Regions from separate parts of the Mus musculus genome. Here regions 1 and 3 are each linked to region 2. A link is a contact called in public Micro-C and promoter capture Hi-C data. All regions are on one chromosome and are shown on one strand. The core of a region is the stretch at or near the end of the contact, and the rest is flanking DNA. Distances in the headings are between cores, read along the strand shown. Region 1 has its middle 22 kb from the start of Tprkb. Region 2 holds the start of Egr4 (early growth response 4). Region 3 holds the start of Dusp11 (dual specificity phosphatase 11 (RNA/RNP complex 1-interacting)).

What was found. Promoter capture Hi-C pulls out the DNA fragments that hold promoters and counts their contacts. Hi-C and Micro-C count contacts between places; a contact is called where the count stands out from the background.
Region 1: a contact with region 2 is called in a Micro-C map of embryonic stem cells, with 3 times the contacts expected there. The contact joins the enhancer-like site here to the promoter of Egr4 in region 2. A contact is called at or near these places in 2 of 39 promoter capture datasets (frontonasal cranial neural crest and maxillary cranial neural crest), 1 of 484 Hi-C or Micro-C datasets (embryonic stem cells), 2 of 115 datasets of contacts at active chromatin or transcription factors (embryonic forebrain and forebrain) and 1 of 9 other capture datasets (adipose tissue).
Region 3: a contact with region 2 is called in a promoter capture Hi-C map of hippocampal neurons, with 4 times the contacts expected there. The contact joins the promoter of Dusp11 here to the promoter of Egr4 in region 2. A contact is called at or near these places in 13 of 39 promoter capture datasets (the 3T3-L1 cell line, 3T3-L1-derived adipocytes, the HPC-7 cell line and 8 more), 1 of 484 Hi-C or Micro-C datasets (embryonic stem cells), 10 of 115 datasets of contacts at active chromatin or transcription factors (the NIH/3T3 cell line, embryonic forebrain, embryonic limb bud and 4 more) and 1 of 9 other capture datasets (pancreatic islet).

What each region holds. Positions count from the first base shown.
Region 1 is chr6:85,935,567-85,939,327 of GRCm38.p6, forward strand. It overlaps the pseudogene Gm7542. Among named protein-coding and RNA genes, the nearest start is that of Tprkb, 22 kb to the left of the region's middle. Within about 2 kb of position 1,650, at least 366 of the 459 cell types and tissues checked have an H3K27ac peak or open chromatin away from gene starts, as enhancers often do. A contact at or near this core is called in adipose tissue, embryonic stem cells and forebrain, where this site is marked.
Region 2 is chr6:85,511,465-85,515,192 of GRCm38.p6, forward strand. It overlaps Egr4 (early growth response 4), which reads right to left and starts at 2,125. Exons shown (of 2, transcript NM_020596.3): 1 at 1,801-2,125; 2 at 1-1,479. The coding sequence starts at 1,933. The coding sequence ends at 176.
Region 3 is chr6:85,960,129-85,963,577 of GRCm38.p6, forward strand. Dusp11 (dual specificity phosphatase 11 (RNA/RNP complex 1-interacting)) reads right to left here and starts at 1,539. Exons shown (of 9, transcript NM_028099.4): 1 at 1,310-1,539. The coding sequence starts at 1,407.

The sequences.
Region 1 (3,761 bases), core at 400-2,899, 420 kb after region 2:
GGAGTCAGCACCATACAGCTAGGGATACAGCTTCATAGATAGGGACCAGCCTGCAGCCCAGCATCTAATCCACGGGTTTTCAACCTTCCTAATGCTGTGACCCTTTAATACAGTTCCTCACGCTGTGGTGACCCCCAACCATAAAATTATGGTAGTACCACTCCATGACTGTAATTTTCCTATTGTTATGAATTGAAATGTAAATATGTGTTTTCTCATAGTCTTAGGTGGGCCCTCTGAAAGGATCTTTCAACACTAGAGGGGGTCACAGCCCACAAGTTGAGAGCCACTGATGTAGGCTCACCCAACGTTGGCTCTGCAGATGTGTACTTACACAAAGCCCCAGATTCAATCCCCAGACTGCCTTCCTATCCCCCCAGACCAGACCTGTAATGCTGATAGCAATGGAAACTGCAAAGGCTTCAAATTAAATCACATGAATGCAAAATGTGTGAACCACAAAAGCACAGCAAAACCGTGGAATTTTTCTCTCATTTAAGCAAGACAGAGAGAACTTATTAAGCAAAAAAGAAAGCTTTTGGTCACTGAAAGGTGATCCAAAATTGTCGACTATTTTATTGTTGTAATTCTTTGGATTTTGTGAAGGTTTTATCACGTAGCTCAGGCTGGCCTGTAACTCAACACACCTCTTGTTTCTCCCTCCTAAATACTTGGGACTACAGCCATGGAGCACTAACTATAGTATTTTTTTTAAAAAGATGTATTTATTTTTATATGAATTGGAGTTTAGCCTGCATGTAGGAGAGAACCAGATCCCCTGGAACTGGAGTTAGAGACAGCTGTGAGCTGCCGTGTGGGTGCTGGGAACTGAACCTGGGGCCTCTGGAAGAGCAGCCAGTGCTCTTAACTGCTGAGCCATCTCTCCAGCCCCAACTATAGTATTTTTAAAAACCTGTACACAAAGAAAAAATATTGAAGAGAACAAATACCAAAGTCAAATGTTCATTTCTGACTTGCTGGAATTGCCTAAGATTTTTTAACACAAAAGGGGCAGGGTCTATTTGTAAATAGTTTCCTGATACACAATATCAGGCCACCAATATACAATTCTAGCCTATCGCAGTGGTCACAGGGTCCTTCAGGAGGAAGTCAGGCTGAAGCTAAAGCACTAACTTTATGTCACTGGGACCAGCATGTAGAGTCTGGACCCTGCCTGACTCCTCTCCAACCCGGATGGCATGGCCTGCCCTCGGCTTAGGCTGGTCAGGCTTTCCAACAGGGCGTCCCTACTACCCTCAGGGCTTCCTGCCTGGGTCCCTCCTGCCAAGGCCGCTCGCTGGCCCCGGTAAAGCCTGGGGTGGAGGCGACTCCGCTCTCCGCCACGCCTCCCTCCCAGCGCTGGGCCTGGCTGTGGCTGTGCGGTCCGCACGCGGCTCCTCCAGCCTCAGCCTCGGGCATCGCCTGCAGGGGGCGCCCCGGCGCGCGCAGCCGAGCGGCCTTCCGTCCGGAGCCGCGCTCCTGAGACCATGTCGCTCTCCACCGGGGCTCGCGACAAACACGGGCAAAGGCACGCGTACTTCGCCCGCAAAACTGTCCGCAGGGAAAGAGGTGGGGCTCCGGCTGGGCGGAACCCACTTTCATTTTGCCGCACGGCTTAGATGATCGTTCCCCGGAAGCAAACCCCTCCACGTCCAGAAGCGCTGTCTCTGCCCAAGTGGAGGTCAACATCGGGAGAGTGCTTCCTTCCGCTGACTCCTCCCTGGGAGGGCAGAATGTGCCAGCAAAGTCTAGTTAGAACCTTCCTGCGGGAGGGATCCTTGGGTGGAGACTGGAAGTTGAAGTCAGGTTGTAAAGTCTACTGATGGTTTATGGTAGATGTTAATCACTTTCTTACTGTGATAAGAAGAGTATTAACCTAAGCAAAGTGAGCACACTTTTTCCATTACTGGAGAACCCACGATCAGTTTTCACTTTGCTCCCATCAGTCACTGGAAGCACCCCTGGAACCCAGAGCCTCCCTCAGTGACTTGCATCCGGGACTTACCTAACAAAGTTGATCTTTATATCTAGAGTGGGTTAGGAAGGTCGTGTGTGATCCTTGAGCCTCCCAGGCAGACGAAACGTGCCATAACTTGTTTTCTATTTTCCTTGGCTGGCGTTTGTCTTTTATCAGTATTTTGTTTGCATGGCATGGAAGGTGTCTGGTGATGCGTGCAGTAAAGACAACGGGAAAAGTGGGAACGCCAGGCTGCCAGTGTTGCTCTCCTAATTAGGACAGTGGAGAAAGTACACCAGAAAGGGCTGTCTGAATCAGTGACTGGAGGAGGTCGGCAAGGGAGAGCAGCACTTCGGGCAACAGTTTTAGAATTCTGAGAAAACTGGCTTGCAGGCTTACAAACCGTGAGTGGAACCCTGAATTTTATGCTAGTAGGTAAACACTCTACCACTGAACTACAACCTCATTTTGCTTTTAATTTTTACATTCATTATGACATGAGCCTGGCACGGTGGTACAGTCTAACCATCTGTACATCTATACAGTATGCATCTATATGGACTGACATCCAGAAAAAGTAATGAAGAAAACCTAGTTAAAAATGCATTATAAGCACTTAACAAAAAACAAAATAAAACATGTCATAGGAAAAAAAAAACAAGTCATATGAAAAGAGACTCAACCTTAGTCATGGATGAAGTAAAAATTCAAGAAAAGACATTCTACACAAATAGATTTATCTTAACAGAAGAAATGTAAAACTAGTGTCAAAGGACTCAGCTTCATATATTGAAGTTCTCTGTGTAAAATGATAAAAGCACTTCACAAAAGTTTACTGCTTTAGAGTTTTGAAGTGAGGGTTCCTGTGGAGGTCAGAGTGAAAGCCAGGTGTGAGTGGAAGCAACAGAAGGAGCTGCTCGTGTTTCGGTCCATGGAAAGGTCAGCTTGGTGCTAGCAGTTACAGGAGGCGTGAACTCTGCTTTATAGAATGTGGATGCTGGACACAGAGCTGTCATCTTTGACCAATTTCATGGAGTACAGGACATTGTGGTAGGGGAAGGGACTCACTTTCTCATCCCTTGGGTACAGAAGCCAATTTTCTTTGACAGCTGCTCTCGACCACGGAACGTACCATCACTAGTAGCAAAGATCTGCACAACGTCAACGTCACACTGCTCATCCTCTTCCGGTGGCCAGCCAGCTTCCTCGTATCTACACCAACATCAGCCAGGACTATGATGAGCAGGTGCTGCTGTCTTATCACCACGGAGATCCTCATGTCAGTGGTGGCTTGATTTGATGCTGGAGAATTGATTACCCAGCGAGAGCTATCTCCAGGCAAGTGAGCGATGACCTCACAGAGCAAGCAGCAACATTTGGGCTCATCCTGGATGACGTGTCCCTGACACATCTGATCTTTGAGAAGGAGTTCACAGAGGCAGTAGAAGCCAAACAGGTGGCTCAGCAGGACGCTGAGAGAGCCAGATTTGTAGCAGCAGAAGGCGGCCATCATCTCTGCTGAGGGTGACTCCAAGGCAGCTGAGCTGATCGACAACTCGCTGGCCACAGCAGGCTATGGCCTGATTGAGCTATGCAAGCTGGAAGCTGCTGAGGACATTGCATACCAGCTCTGCCGCTCTGGGGACATCACCTACCTGCCAGCAAGGCAGTCCGTGCTCCTCCAGCTTCCCCAGTGAGGCCAGCCGGGCCACGGCCTCCATCATGCTGAATGATGCCTTCCTTCTGCCCTACCCCAGAAATAACGGCGAAATTTAATGATTGGCTTAAAGTGAAGGAAATAAAG
Region 2 (3,728 bases), core at 875-3,374:
AACCCGTGCTGAAGGGCGTGAGCGGCGGGCGCTTCGGGGGAAACTGGAGCTGGACTGCGGGTGGCCCCGGACGTGCGTGGAAGAGGCAGGGAGGGCAGCGGGGAACGAGGGACCGGCCGGACCGTGCCGCGTGCGCCGAGCACCCGGCGCCCCCGACCTACGGGGCCAGCTCCGGTTACAGCGCGGCGAAGGAGAGGCCCAGCGAGTAGAAGCCCAGGCCCTTGAGGCGCTCCTCCGCGCGCGCCTTCTGCTTTAGGTGCACCTTGCTGTGCCGTTTCTTCTCGTCACTGCGCGCGAAGCGGCGGCCACACACGTCGCAGGCGAAGGGCTTCTCGCCCGTGTGGGTGCGCACGTGCGTGGTGAGGTGGTCGCTGCGGCTGAAGTTGCGCAGGCAGATGCGGCACTGGAAGGGCTTGTGGCCCGTGTGGATGCGCAGGTGGCGGTTGAGCTCGTCGGAGCGCGCGAAGCTCCGCACGCAGCTCTCCACCGGGCAGGCGAAGGCCTTGACGTGCGGCCGCGGGCAGAAGCAGCGCGCGCTGCACTTGCCGCCCCGGCGTCCCTTGCGTCGGGCTTTGGCCGCGGGGAAGGATGCGGCGGGGGATGAGGGCGCGGCCACGCCGCTGCCCCCCGGGAGATCGGCCACCAGGGGTTTGGAGAAGTCCGCCGTGGCGGCACCGCGCAGGCCTAGAGGGGACAGCTGCGCCGGAGGGGCGGCCAGGAACTCTCCGCCTTCGCCGCCGCTCCCTCCCTCCCCGCCGGGAGGGGTCAGCAGCGCCGGGAGGCCCTCGGTCCCCTCCCCTAAGTCACCTGGGGCCAACGAGAAGGTGTCGTAGGCCCCTGCCTGGTAGAGTCTGGCGGCCGGGCCGGGCAGCTCGGCGGGGCAGCTGATGGACAGCAGGTCCTCGACCTTGGTCCCTACTGCAGAGAAGCGGGCCTCCGGGGTGGTCTGGAAGCTCCCCTGCGACCCACAGTTCCCCGGGACCCCGGCCGACAGCAGCTCCCAGGGGGCATAGGGCCCTTTGAAGGCTGAAGCAGCAGCGTCCAGCGCTGGCGAAGCGGGAGGCGCCCGCAGCCCTGGCTTGACGTCGGGCGGGGAGAGCTGGGGCTCGAACAGGCACTGCGAGGGAGCGCCCGCCGAAGGCGCTGCCTCCCAAAACGCCTCCGGAAAGGCGGCCGAACTCAGATCTGGGGAGTAGAGGTCCGGCAGCAAGGCATCGGGGCCCGCGGGGAAAGGGACATCCAGGGGGGACCGAGACGCTGCCGCCTCGGGACCGGGGAAGGGTGCCAGGCCCAAGATGCCAGACATGAGGTTGAAGAGGGCCTCCGGGTCGTGCGGGTGTTCGGGAACCGCCTGGATGAAGAAGCTGCCGCTGTAGCTGAGGCCCGAAGGGGGCGTGGGTGCAGGGCCCTCCAGGAAGCAGGAGTCTGTTAAGTCCCCCCCGGCGCCGCAGCTGCTCAAAGCCCAGCTCAAGAAGTCGCCTGCCAAAGGAGGGACCACGCATCAGCCCCGCACACCTCAAAGGGCGTGCCTCGGAGCCTACAGCTGCGACCCCCTCCACCCGAGTCCTCCTGGCGCAAGGCACCCGCAGAGCGCCTCGTGCACTTCCGATCCTGCAGCAGAGGGACCCCCACGGACGCCCCAGGGCGCGCACACCCAAGGCTCCCGCACAGGCGCCTGTGGCCTTGGTGGGGGTGGGAATGGTACTGCGCGCTTGGGGACCCCCACCCCCCACCCCGCGCGCCTCTCCTATCACCCTTCATCGCGTTCAGAGTCTTCGAGCTCCCAGACCCGCTCCTTACCTCCAGGATACGCGGCGGCCGAGGGAGCGTCCCTAGCAGGCAGCCGGGGCAGCTCGGGGCTGGCGTGGGCGCAGCCTTCGGTGGGCTTGGAGAGAAGCGCGTCGGAGCCGGAGAAGTCGCTCAGGTGGAGCATGGCGCGGTGGCGGCGGGGCGCCCGGGGCCTCGCTGGACTGGGGCGCGCGCGGCTGGCAGGGAATCCGGGCGCCCCAGTTCCAGGCTCCGGGCGCTTGGCTGGGGCACGAGGGTTGGGGGGCCGCGGCGCCCTGGCTCACCGGCACCTGCCTCGGGTGGCGGCTCCTGGCTTCTCCAAAGTGCAACAGGGCTCCCCCAACCTACAGTCCCCCCACTTATATAGCTGCGGCGGCGCTGGCTCCGGGCTTCCGACTCCCCGGGCCACTGCCATTTCGGGAGGCCCCGGCCCTGGCGCCGTGACGTAAATGACCAAACATGGACACAGGATGTATGCCGGGGACTCCCGAAAAGGAAAGCTCGGCCTGTGACGTTGCTGCCGCCGCCGGGCTCGCGCCGCTGCGTGCGCGCGAGTCCCCAGAGCGTGGAGCCTCGTGTGCGTTGGGCCACGGGTGCGCCCCGCAGGGGCTGAGCTCCGTGTGAGCACCCGGGATGCGCTTTGCCCTCCAGTCCGTAGAATTACTGGTTCGAACCTGCCGTTTCCCACTTAAAACGTTTGTTCCCACCTAATACCAGTTTGTTTTTTTTTTTCACCTGTGAGCTTGCTAAGGAGAGAAATAACAAAATAACATGAAGTCCCGGGAACACTTAGTAGCCCTGAAATGGATAACAGCACTTAAGTTACAAGCAGGATTGAGTTGCATGAGGACCTGAGTCCTGAAAAAGCCAGATGTGAAAGCACTGGGGGTGTGGGGGTGGGGATGTCTGAGATAAGCAGTTCCTTAAAGATTGCCTTTATTTAGGTGTGTTTGTGTTTGCTTCCGTTTTAACATTTTACTGTGCTTTGAAAAAATTATATAAAAATCGTCATAATGAAAAATTTGATGATGGAGGTGGGCGGGATCAACTAGTATACAAGAATATTCCTTTCTTTTTTGAGACAGGGCCTCACATGCAGCTCTGGATGACCTGGAACTCACTGTGTAGACCAGGATGACCCTGTACTTAGAGAGATCCATCAGCCTCTGTCTCTGCCTCCTAAGTCCTGAGAGATGATATCCTTGGTATGTCATCATGCCAAGTTGAGAGTACATTCTGAAAATTAAAGGTTTCTCTTGCCTTCACTTTTTTTTCTTGAGGTAGCCATGTTGACATTTCTTGAGTAGTTTTGGGGAAAATGTTTTTGTCTATACAAACATTCAAACTGTTCTAGAAATATTTTTTTTTTCACTAAAACTAGCTGAGAGATTGCATCATGTCTGAAGACAAAGACCTATTTTCTAAGGCTATTTTCTTAGGCTATTTTCTAAGGCTGACTGGTTCTCCATGGCACAGGGAGACCCTGAATAAGCGTTGGATTGGTTCATATCCACGGACACATAGGTAACTTCCAACTTTTTTTTTTTTTTGAAATGTTGATGTCATTATCCTTAACTGTATAAATGTGAACATATATGGGATAAATTCTTAATGAGTATAAGTCTAAGCTACAGGATATTCAGTTTTTAACAGACAGCTGGCAAATTGTGGCAGTCCCTTTTCTGCTACCTGCAGGGAACCGGGTGCTTCTGGGATTAAAGACCATTATGCCAGTTTGAAATAGCATGTCTTACATTTTAGATTTATTTTTATTATTGTAAATTGTGTGTCTATGTGTGTGTGGGGGATTGTGCATGAGAGTGCAGATGCCCACAGAGCCCAGATGTGCTGCATCCCTCTGGAACCTAGAGTTATAGATGGTTATGAGTGGCCCAATGTGGGTGCTGGGAACAGTACCTGGGCCCTCTGCAAGAGCAGTA
Region 3 (3,449 bases), core at 289-2,788, 450 kb after region 2:
GTCAGTGTGGAGAGTCACAGCTGAGTTGGTCTATGGCCATGAATTACAAATAAGTCCGGTTCATTCACATCCCTGGAGTAGAGAGTGAGCACAGAGTGGTGACAGACTGGAGACATAGTGGGCCCCAGAGCAATGGAACCTAGTGTGACAGACCATGACAAGAAGTTGGCTTCTTATTCTTTTTTTTTGTTTTTATTTTTCAAGACAGGGTTTCTCTGTGTAGCCCTGGCTGTCCTGGAACTGCCCCGAAGGTTTTTATTCTTAAAGTCAAGCTTTATCTTACATCTATGAGCTGTCTCACAATTACTACTTGATATTTATCTTGCTTTATCTCCACAAATAAGCAATAGCTAAAATTATTTTTAATTTTTAGTTAACAATTTTATATCCAATAGATAATTTAATAATGAAATAAGCTACATTAAAATATCAATAAACAATTTATTTATAACTTACTTATACTTTACTTAGTAATTAATAGTTAAATAGTTAACTATAGAAGGTATGTTAAAAATGGATTGTCCAGTGGACAGACAGCTGTCTTCTGCAAGCTGTCAGGCAAGTTCTACACTGGGATGATGTTGGAGGTTAGCTGACAGGATCTAAAGATATCCACTCTGGGAAGGGAGAGAGGCCATCACGTCCATCCTGAATTTTAGATAGTGCTCATTTGTAGACATAAAAAAGAAGTGCTTACTGAAGTCCGGGAAGTCGGGGCAGAGCATTCTGTCGATCCTGAGTTTTAGGTATTGTTTATTTGTGGAGATTAAAAAAAAAAAAAAAGGATTTGATGAATTCTAGGAAGGGGAGAGGCCGGTCTAGCCACGTTTTTTGTGGAGATGAAATCGGAGAGGGGAAGCAAACAGCCGCAAGTAAAGGGTTCATTGCACCAGTGAGCAAAATCCTAAAACTAGCCCTTGGCCCAGGCAGGGTTAACTCCCTCAAAGGACACCTCCGCTTTCCGAATCCTGAAAGCAAGAGAACCCCTCGAGCCGGTACCGAGTGAAGGGTGTCGACAGCTCGGGCCGGATCCTGGCACAGCGCCTACACAAGCAGAAGCCTGTGGCTTCGGAGATCAAGGGACGCCTCAATACAGGCAGCCGCGCCCCACCGCGCACTTCCGCCCAGGCCCGAGCTCCACAGAGTCCTGTCGGGACAGACCCAAGACCCCAGAATGCGGGGTGGGGAGGTGTGGTGGGGTTCGGCGCGGAGGACCCTGGGAGGCGGCGGGGCGCGAGGCCAGGGAACACTCGGAGACTCGAGGCCACCGAGGCAGCCGGAACGCCAAGCCCGGAACCAAAGCGCTTACCTTTCGGGGATGTGGTTTCTGCCCTTCTTCTTGGGTGGGGCACAGGCAGCAAAGTCCCGGCCCCGTCCACGACCATGTCGGCCATAATGCTGGTTCATGTGGGCGCAGAGATGCCGCCCACCCAACGCCAGGCGTGCCAGAGCGGCCAAAGTGGCGACTTCAGGGAGGCCAGAAGAGGCCGCGGGATCCAGAGGCGCCCGCAAAGGAACGCGACGCGTCGACGTCTCGCTAGGGCGCATGCGCCTTGCCCCGCCGTGCTGACGACACACGTCGCACTGAAAGTAGGGTTTGTCAGCCTGCCTTCGGTTTCGACTGTGCTGCACTTAGCTGGAGGCCGGTTTTGTAGCTATGTGAATAATTGCTAGCGCTGTAAGACCCCCGATGCTGGGCCTCTGCTCAAGTCCTGGGATGAACTGGCCAACACCCCAACATCTCGAGAGAAAAGATGCACCTGATGCAAACTGCAAGAGGTTTTATTATCAGCTAGCTGAGGAGAAGTCCCTCTGTCGTGCAGGGCAGAGGAGTTCAACCCCGAGCGGTGACATTAGGGGACTTTTAACAGCTAGCTGAGGAGGTAGGAGGAGTTGGGAGGAGAGTTGGGAGGAGTTGGGAGGAGAAGTGGGAGGAGTTGGGAAGAGCTCTTCTGGGCGTCCTTGGTGAAATTTACAAGGCAGGAGTGGGGAGTGAGTTCTTTCTGAATTTTTATCTCCGTGTCCTCGGCACAGGAAGGCAGGCATCTCTGGTTGTACAGTATAGAAACAAAAAGGCTTTTTGCTGGCTATAGAGAACAAAGAGCTTCTTTCTAGCTGTATTTTTAAAGATCAGGGAAAACAAGCTTGGGGAACATCCAGGGGCTTTACCTTCCAGGGAGAAACGCTCTAAGTTGGGGTCTCATAGCGCCACCCGAACTGCTCCAAATGAGGAACAGACAATCCAGCCCCAACCCTCTGATCCCTGCATTCTTCGTGAACGTTGTCAATTGTTTACATTTTGTATATACATGATATTTGCTTTCACACGGGTGTATCTTTTTTTTCCGCCAAAAAGAAATAAATCAAAAGTTTTATACAACATATTTCTCCTTATTTGATATATTTAACATATTTCTCCATCCATATATGTGTGTATAGTGTCACAGGCAGGGAAACATACATATTCTTCCTAATTTTGAATGACACAGGACACTTATTATAACCAACATAATTAAAAATACCAACTTTTTTTTTTCTTTTTCGAGACAGGGTTTCTCCGTGTAGCCCTGAATGTCCTGGAACTCACTCTGTAGACCAGGCTGGCCTCGGACTCAGAAATCTGCCTGCCTCTGCCTCCCAAGTGCTGGGATTAAAGGCATGCACCACCATGGCCCGGTCCAACTTTTTTTTTTAAGATTTATTTATTTATTATATGTAAGTACACTGTAGCTGTCTTCAGACACACCAGAAGAGGGTATCCGATCTTATTACAGATGGTTGTGAGCCACCATGTAGAAATGAAATTGCTGGGATTTGAACTCACAACCTTCAGAAGAGCAGTCGATGCTCTTAACTGCTGAGCCTTCTCTCCAACCCCCCCCCCAACTTTTTTTTTTTTTTTAAACCATTCCAATATTGAAATTCCTCTACCTGTTTGGAGTTTTTTTGTTTTAAGGTAAGTTCTCATTATGTAATGCTCTGTGATCTGGAACTTGCTTTGTAGAGTAACCTACCCTTGAAATCACAGAGATCGGCCTGCTCCTTTTTCAGCTCTAGAATTAAGGGTATGGGCCACCTTAACCTGATTGGAGTTTTTGTTTGGTTTGGTTTGTGTTTCTGATCTACTATTACAGAAAACACTGTGGTGTGAACATTCCTATAGGTGTATACTGCATCTGAATACCTAGACAAGAAATTACTGGGATGAAATACACTTTTAAAAAAGCAATTCATTCTATTTGTCAAAAATGCTGTCAGCTCACCTTTCCATCCACAGCCAGTTTTACTGATATCGCTTTGCCAGGTGTCACAATAGCTGTGGACATCATGGCTTTATATTTTAGCAAGCACCAAAAATAACCCTGAAATAAAAGAGGAGCCCAAGTCTGAAGTTCCTACACAATCTCAGGACCCGTGCTTGCCGGGGACATCTGAATCGTACAAGTGGA